2 separate regions of the Oryctolagus cuniculus genome follow, and region 2 is linked to region 1. A link is a contact called in public Micro-C data. All regions are on one chromosome and are shown on one strand. The core of a region is the stretch at or near the end of the contact, and the rest is flanking DNA. Distances in the headings are between cores, read along the strand shown. Region 1 holds the start of LOC103347661. Region 2 holds the start of MXD1 (MAX dimerization protein 1).

The links. Hi-C and Micro-C count contacts between places; a contact is called where the count stands out from the background.
Region 2: a contact with region 1 is called in a Micro-C map of ear pinna, with 7 times the contacts expected there. The contact joins the promoter of MXD1 here to the promoter of LOC103347661 in region 1. A contact is called at or near these places in 5 of 6 Hi-C or Micro-C datasets (ear pinna, liver, psoas muscle and 2 more).

What each region holds. Positions count from the first base shown.
Region 1 is chr2:132,584,813-132,588,720 of mOryCun1.1, forward strand. LOC103347661 reads left to right here and starts at 2,061. Exons shown (of 7, transcript XM_070069016.1): 1 at 2,061-2,195; 2 at 3,829-3,908. It overlaps PCBP1 (poly(rC) binding protein 1), which reads right to left and starts at 1,762. Exons shown (of 1, transcript NM_001082124.1): 1 at 281-1,762. The coding sequence starts at 1,732. The coding sequence ends at 662.
Region 2 is chr2:132,764,914-132,769,056 of mOryCun1.1, forward strand. MXD1 (MAX dimerization protein 1) reads right to left here and starts at 1,932. Exons shown (of 6, transcript XM_051842827.2): 1 at 1,310-1,932.

The sequences.
Region 1 (3,908 bases), core at 811-3,310:
TTCTCCACCAGAGAAAACCTGCTTTCCTACCAGAGAAATGGGCAGAGGCCTCTCTCTGGAACTTGGGAGATGTCACTGGGAGTGGGGGTGGGGCAAAATAGCCCAAAGCAGGCCCAACCTGCCTGGGGTTCCTTTGTTGCCGCACAGAGGGAATGGAATCTTACCCATAAGGTGAGAAGAGCCGGAGAGAATGACCGCGGACCGGCCCCCCCCTTCTCCCGCTTCCCTCCAAACACCTACCGCTAAAAGGGGAAGAAAAAAAAGCACCAACAAAGAGTTTAAGATAGCAATTCCCAGCTTTTTCAAATATGAAGCATATTTTAACCAATCCATTTTTAATTCTTAAATTCTTGACGTTACAGAACTAAACTGAAATTTATTAACATTCCACTCTTACATTTCTTATCGACAAACAGAAATAAAATTCATGAGCCAAAAAACCCAAAACAAAACTAAAAACAGGGAAAAGCTTATAAAACTAAATATGGATCCCAGCATTAACAGCTGAACAGAGAATGTGATTTTTAAATTCTTAGCGGATGATAAAGTGTAGAAACTGAACACTTACAAATTATTTAAAACCTGGAATCACTGACCAGAAATTACACAGTTGGATCATGGGAAAACAGCAGAAAGGGGTTATGAGTGAACCTACACTGTTCTAGCTGCACCCCATGCCCTTCTCAGAGGAAAGCCTGGCATTGATTAGATACTGGGCCAGACTAATACTGGCAGCAGAGCCAGTGATAGTAACCTGCCTACCAGAAGAGCCTTCCACTGGGTTGGCAATTTTGATCTGGGCCCCCGACATCTGGCGGATCTCATTAATGTTGGCGCCTTGGCGCCCGATTATGCAGCCAATTAAGTTATTTGGAATGGTGAGTTCATGGGTGGTTTGAGTAGATGCATCCAAACTTGCCCAATAGCCTTTCACCTCTGGAGAGCTGGAGTCAATTCCGGCGAATCCGGTCCCGCCGTGCATCATGGCAAAGTGAGACTGTTGTCTTGCCACCTGGTTCAGCTTGGCCAGATCGAGCGGAGAAATGGTGTGTTGTCCTTGAATCGAGTAGGCATCTAGAGGTGGTCCCTCCAGGTCATGGGTGGCGTGGGGGTAGCCCGCAGCGTCGCTGCAGCGATCTTGGCCGCCCGCGCAGATGACCGGAGAGCTGGCCGGCATGGGCTGGTACGGAATGGTCATGACTCTCCCTTGCGGAGACTGGGAGAGCGTCTCCAGCATGACCAGGCAGATCTGCTTGACACACTCGGTGACAGACTGCGGCACGCCCGCGATGGTGATGGCCCGCTCGGTCGAGTTGGGCAGCATATCCCCCGCCACCTGGACCTGGGCCCCCGTGCTCTCGCGGATCTCTTTGATCTTACACCCGCCTTTCCCGATCAGGGAGCCGCACTGGGTGGCCGGCACCACCAGCCGCAGGGTCACCGGGGGCCGGCTGGCCGCCGTGCTGTTGGTCATGGAGCTGTTGATATCTTCCTCCAGCTTGTCGATGATCATAGCGAATGCCTTGAAGATGGCATTAGTGGGGCCGGTCAGAGTGATGATTCGCTCCGGACAATTCCCCTCCGAGATGTTGATCCGCGCGCCACTCTCCTCGCGGATCCTCTTAACCGACTCCCCTTTCTTCCCAATGATGCTTCCTACTTCCTTTCCGTGCATAAGAAGCCGAATGGTGAGAGTCACATTTAGTCCGCTTTCAGTCACACCGGCATCCATGGCGAGCGGCGGGCGGCGTTCGGGGGAGTTGGGCTCGTTACGTGGTCAAGTCTTTGGTGGCTGGCGGGGGGAGGGGAGGTGTAGGCCCAAAACTGCCGGCGCGAGGCGAGCGAGGGCCGCGGGAGCGAGCGGGCGCGGGCGGGAGGCCGCGGCGTCGTCGCAGGGGCGGGCGGCGGCGGCGGAGGGGGCGAGCGGGGCCGGGAGCGGCGGGCGGGCGGGTGGGCGAGGGCGCGGCGGTGGCGACTCCGGCGGCAGCCTCGGCGGTCTGGGCGGGGCGGGAAGCCCGCTTTCAACCCCGCGTACCCTCTGACCCCGGAAGTGCTTGCTGCGCAGGACCCCTTGAAAAAAAATGAGGACCCGTGGTTTTTAGGTCACAAGATTGCGCCAAGCCCCACGCGGTACTTAAAAAAAAAAAAAACTAACGCTGCGGTACTGACAATAAAGCACACGGGGAACGGAAAGTGTGAGTCCGGCAAAGTTTTAAAATGACCGTGAATTTTATTAACGCTAACGGCACCGGAGGATGACTGGAAATATTGGTGTTGTGTATGAAGGACACGCTTTATTTTTCTGCCCTAGCAAAGGAGTTTTCTGTCCGGAGCGACACGGGCAGCCCTGGCGGTAACTGCAGGCAGCTGCCGGGACGCCGCGGGTTTAAAACGTGCGCGTGAGGTGGCCAGGGCGCGTGCGCGAGGGTGGGGGCGACGGGAGGGGCCGCTGCTGTCTTCCGGGGGGGAGGGGCGGCGAGGCGAGGCTGGAGGGGCGGGCGCGGGCGGGCACGTGGGGGCCTTTCGTCCCCGGCGTCCGGGCGCCCCGCTCTAGCCCCCACCCCTGTCCCAGCCCCGCGGCGGCGGCCGGTGAGCCGAAAGGCCGAAACCCACCCCGCCGCCGCCTGAGTCTGGGCTCTGCGGACCGTTTGTAGGGCATACTGGAAACGTGGCCATAAAAAAAGAATGGCGTCCATTTACATAATGCTTTGTTTGCATTTTGCAACTTTCTTTCGGTGAAACCCACAGAAACCCCTCCTCCTGCCCTTGTGTCGTTTCTACCGCAGCGGCCTCGTCAGACATTTGAAACAATGGTGTAGTTCTGTGCTGAGCGGGCGCGGACCAGGGCTTTGGGTTGTTTCTGCGCCTTTTGCGCGCGGCCCACGCCCCCGAGGCTGCCTTTCAGCCCTTTGCCTTCCGCGCGGCCGCCGCGCCCCGCTTCTCCGGGGGCGGCCCCCGGCGGCGGCGCCCGCCATCTTGGGCAGCTTTTCTGCCGTTGCTTGCGCAAAGGAAATGTCGCTCGAGACGCTGGCGCGTCCGAGTTATGGTTTTTGCCCCCTGCCTTTCTTCCTCTGGCTAAGCCAGACGAGGAAAGACGGTGTGCGCCAAGTTCATCAAGAGACCAGGGGAGAAGACTAACGTAGCGCGCCACCGCGACCCCCTTCCCCACGCGGGCGGCCGCCATGTTTTCTGAACACAAAATGGCGACACGTGGCCTCGATCCGTCGCCAACGAGAAATCGGGGTGGGCCCGAAAGCTCTAGAACGCGCGCCCCCGCCCTGGGCCCTCCCCGCGCCGCTGGTCTTATGACCGCTCGGGATGAAGTCCCGCAGGCTGGTCCGACGCTTGGTGGACCATTTGAACGAGTTCCCCACCCCCTTTAACTGGAGCAGGGAACGCAAATAGCTCCGAAATGTGGGCACAATATTGATCCTATCGCTTTAAAAAATTTTTGTTAGTGGATAATAGGACGCAGTACCCTGAAATAATTTGTGAACCGCAACGATGCTCCCCCAGTACCAAAGCATTTAGAAATCACTGTTTTAAGGAATGACGTGGGAAATTTCTGCTTTACAGGCTCATGTGCGGATTTAAAAAGCTGCTTCTGAAAAATGATTTAACTTCCCTGAAGAGAGTAGGACGTCTGGCTTTTTCACAGGCCAGCTGCCCAGTGAACCTCAACTGACCACAAGTGGTGTTCACTCAATCTAAAAGATTTAGACATTTATTGTGATCCTGTGCTAGGTATTTTACTCATACCATCTTTTTACCACGATCTTCTGAGGTAGATATTGTTATCTCTGTCTTTCTCTCTCTTTTTTTTAACAGAGGAAGATACAAACCTAGAAACATGAAGGGTTTAATTCAAGGTCACACAGTGTCGGGCATGGAATCCAGACCTGATTTTC
Region 2 (4,143 bases), core at 682-3,181, 180 kb after region 1:
AAATTATTCAACGGAGCAAGGTGGAATTCTGAGAACAATGATTTTTTCTTTAATTGTGTGAGTGTCCTCAGTTCGGAGCAGGTGTAAGGAGGATTCCAGCTGCTCATTGTTGAGAAAGACACACGGCAAGTGGCTAAGCTCACGGAGCCGGGGATTCCCACTGGCCACGACCAGCAGGTTGGTGTCGGCGAAGTGGGACCAGCCTCAGGCGGAGGTGCGGGACCGGCACCGCGAGCCCGGGGACAGGGGCGCCCTGCTCCCTGGCCTGGGAGACGGGGCGCCGACCCTCTTGGGGGACCTGCCGGGACCAGCCCAGGTGAAGTAAACCAGAGGACACCGGCTGAGGGGGCCGCGGGCATCCCACCCGCGCTGAGGTGCGGCGGGGGCAGCGCTCGGGACCCCGGCGGGCAGCAGCCCCCTTTCCACCCCCATTCATTGCTTTTGGGGGGGCAGCGGCGACCTCTCTTGGAGTCGCGAGTGGAGAGAGCCAGAGGGGTTGGGAGCGCTCGCGGTCGCGCTCTCCGCTCCTCCAACCACCTCCGGAGCGGCCGGGCGCCCGACCCCGCGGCCAAGCTCCTCAGGGCCCCCGGCCCCGGCTCAGTCTGGACCCCTCCCGTCCCCGTGCACCTCTCTCTCGCCGCTCCAGATAGTCGGCCGCCTCCAGCAGCATCTGGATGTTCATCCGAACCGCCGCCGCCATTCTGCACCGGGGGCCGGAGCCACGGGACCAACCCCCACTGCCCACGGGCTCGCCGCCGCCGCCGCCGGACACCCGCGCCCCGCTATGGACCCCGCAGAGCAGGGCTGAAGGAGCCTCTCTGGCGACCACGCTCGCCGGGAGGGGGAGGGGGTCAGTGAGCTGGGCACCACCGACACCGTGACAGAACCCTGACAGAGCAGCAGCCGCCACCGCCGCGGAGTGTTTATCCCCGACTCACCATCCCCCCGCCCCCAGCCCCTTCTCTTGACAGGCCCGCTTCGGCTGCTTCCCTCATTGGACACTCCAAAGACTGCCCCGCCCCTACACTCGTGCGATTGGGGAAGGGCTTCACGGCCCCGCCCCCCAAAGTCCGCTCCTCTCGCTGGTTGGCCGCTCTTGACAAGAACCGGGCACCACCCCCTCTCTCCAATTGGTGACAGGATTCGCAACTCCGCCTCGTGCCCCTTCCTTGTTTTCCATTGGTTCTATACCGACAACCGGGCCCCCTTTTGCTTTGTTAGTATTGGCCAAGAGCTGTAAAAAGCAAGCCTCTTCGCCTGTCTCCCATTGGTGCAGCCTTCGGACACCTCCCAGCTACGATGATGTCACCTTTCTCCAGGCCCGGCGAGCCCTGAGTGGCCGACGGTCAGCAGCCCGGCTGCACATCCCCAGGTCTGGCATTGGCTGGGAGGGCCGGCCGGGAGCCGGGCGGCCCTGACTCACCGGCCGCCGCCGTGCTCGGTTCTGCCCGGCCCCGCCTCGGACCTGTTGCCTAGATCTGTCTCCGGGGAAAACTTCCGGGACCTGCCGGGCGTCCCTCGAATGGAAGGCTGGCACTTCGCGTCGCCTGGGCTCTCTGTCCTTTGGGGTTCGGGGCCGGAGCCCTGGGCCTGGTGGCCGAAGTCTGGGAGGTTCCGGGTTCCCCTAGACAGGGATCCAGCGGCCGAGGACCCTGCTGTGAATCCTGCGGAAGGAAGAGCGGCGCCGGCGGCTCAGCGGGTGGCCGGCCCGTGGGCGCCACGTGGCTGTGGGCAGGAGGGGAGAGCGCGCTGGGGCGGGCGCGCAGCGTGGCGCTCCTCTCCAGAGGCGCCTTTTCCATCCCGGGAAGCGCGTTATGAGTGGGTTTCAAAAGCTCAGGAACTCCCTGGACCTACAGATAACGCGGAAGCCCCAGGATTCTTTGACCCAAATCTCTTATAGAGTCTTTTCTCTCAATTTCAGATGAAAACGTTAAAAAGAATACTGCCTTTTCAAGACGGCTACAAAGGGTGTGGGGTGGTGCCAATATAAATGCTTAACAGAATATTACACATTAAGAACTAAAAAGCTTAAGGATCGCTCTGTAAACCCATCAAGAATTCTGAAATGAAAGCTAGCTAGAGACCCAGGTTACATTAACATACTGATATCTCCAATTTAAAAAGTGGAAATAACGCTTTTGGCAAGCTGAGGATCCCCAAAACAGAAGTGAAGCATGAATATGTTTCTTTTTGTAAAAAGGTTCTTGTCTATATGTAACAACGGCTTACTATGTAATTCGCCTCTGTCATGCGATCTGTGTTAATTATCCACATTCTGCACATGTAGAAAAGACCCAGAAGTGGAATTCCAGGTCATCCATTCACCTGCAGAGATGAGAATTACCCAGGGCCCAAGCCACCAATCCTCCCGGGGTGGTGGTACATTACACAGATTTCAAGACTGAGTCACAAAATGCCAACTAAAACACTGGATGAAAGAATGGCAAATATATAAATGTAATCAGGGTGGGGTTTTTTAAATGGATTATGAATCCATTAAAATTAGGCAACAGTAAGTAGAAAACATGTAGCAAACCATGCTTGACACATAGAAAACACGTCTTTTGGTCTTAATGGTTAATTCAGTGTAAAAGTTGTTTCTTCATGAACATATTAATTCGATAAATACATTGAAGGTGAAGGTTTTCAAGAGGCAATAAACAGTTGGAAAAGGTAATGGGGATATAAACAGTTTGACTATGTTCATAATTGTATGTTATTTATTTTTTTTAAATTAATTTTGATTTTTAAAAATTTTTGACAGGCAGAGTTAGACAGAGAGAAAGATCTTCCTTTTTCTGTTGCTTCACCCCCCAAAGGGCAGCTACAGCCGGCTTGCGGCGGCCAGCATGCTGCACCAAGCCAGGAACCAAGAGTTTCCTCCTGGTCTCCCATGCGGGTGCAGGGCCCAAGCACTTGGGCCATCCTCCACTGCCTTCCCGGGCCACAGCAGAGAGCTGGACTGGAAGAGGCGCAACTGGGATAGACTCCAGCACCCTGACAGGGACTAGAACCCGGGGTTCTGGCGCCGCAGGCAGAGGATTAGCCGATTAGCCAGGTGAGCCGCGGCGCCGGCCTGTATGTTATTTGTAAAATAAATTCGAATGCTGTAATAAAATGGCTGCAGTCTTCTAAAGTAGCCAAAGTGATAATACTAAAAATACTTCATTATATTAACATCTTGGATTTTGTATGCCTTTATTTTTCAATTTTTGCTCTGAACATTGCATATAACTCTTTACCCTTTTACTCTCAATTCTTTAGCTCACTTCTATTTCAATATCATGACCCCTTCCCCTGGAAATCACCGATTGAAAATCACACTTACTCTGATTTTTTTGTACTGTGGTGGTGAAATCTAAGCTGGGGATCACAAATTAACAATTTAAACACCAAGTTAAACTCCAAACAAAAATACTAAGTTACATATAAATAAAAGAATTAGACTAAAGAATGTACCATTTTTGTTCCCTGGTGGTAGAAGAAATTATCAACTAGCCAGCTACACAACTGTGAATTAGTATCATGAACTTCAAGGGTATCTGGTGCCATCTACTGGAAAATAAGCAGTAAGCAGACAACAGGTCTTAGGGTTTTATTTTTCTCCTAGCAATTATTTTATACAATGTAGACAATGACTAGTTTTGAAGAACTGAAAGTCCGAAGAGGAAGGAGAAGTCTCAGGTCAGCAACCCTCAATGCCTCGGACCTCAAAGCATTACCAGATTGATGGGTACAGGCACTTCCCGCCCCCCATAGAATTGAGAATTCTAGAATGTTTGAAACTTAATTTTAACCAAAAATCTATGTGTGACAGCACAAACATGGGATGACAGTTTATATAACTGAGCCTACAGCAAGATAAACAGACTGGGCAGCACAGCTGAAAATGAGGAAGAAGAGAGAGACATGAAACATTATGCTAAATAGATCTACACTGGTCTCAGGAAGCTGAGCCAGCCCTCCTCCTCTGGGGGCTCTTCCTCCCCGCGGGCACAGGCAGGTGTTCAAAAGTTAATGCCAATGTTGGACAGCAGCTTCCCTCCAGGGTGCAGGGTTTCTGACAGAGGTGGGTGTTCAGCACCTCAGGGCAGCAGAGAAGACGGTCATAATCCTTAAGTGCTTATAAAAGCCCCTATCAGC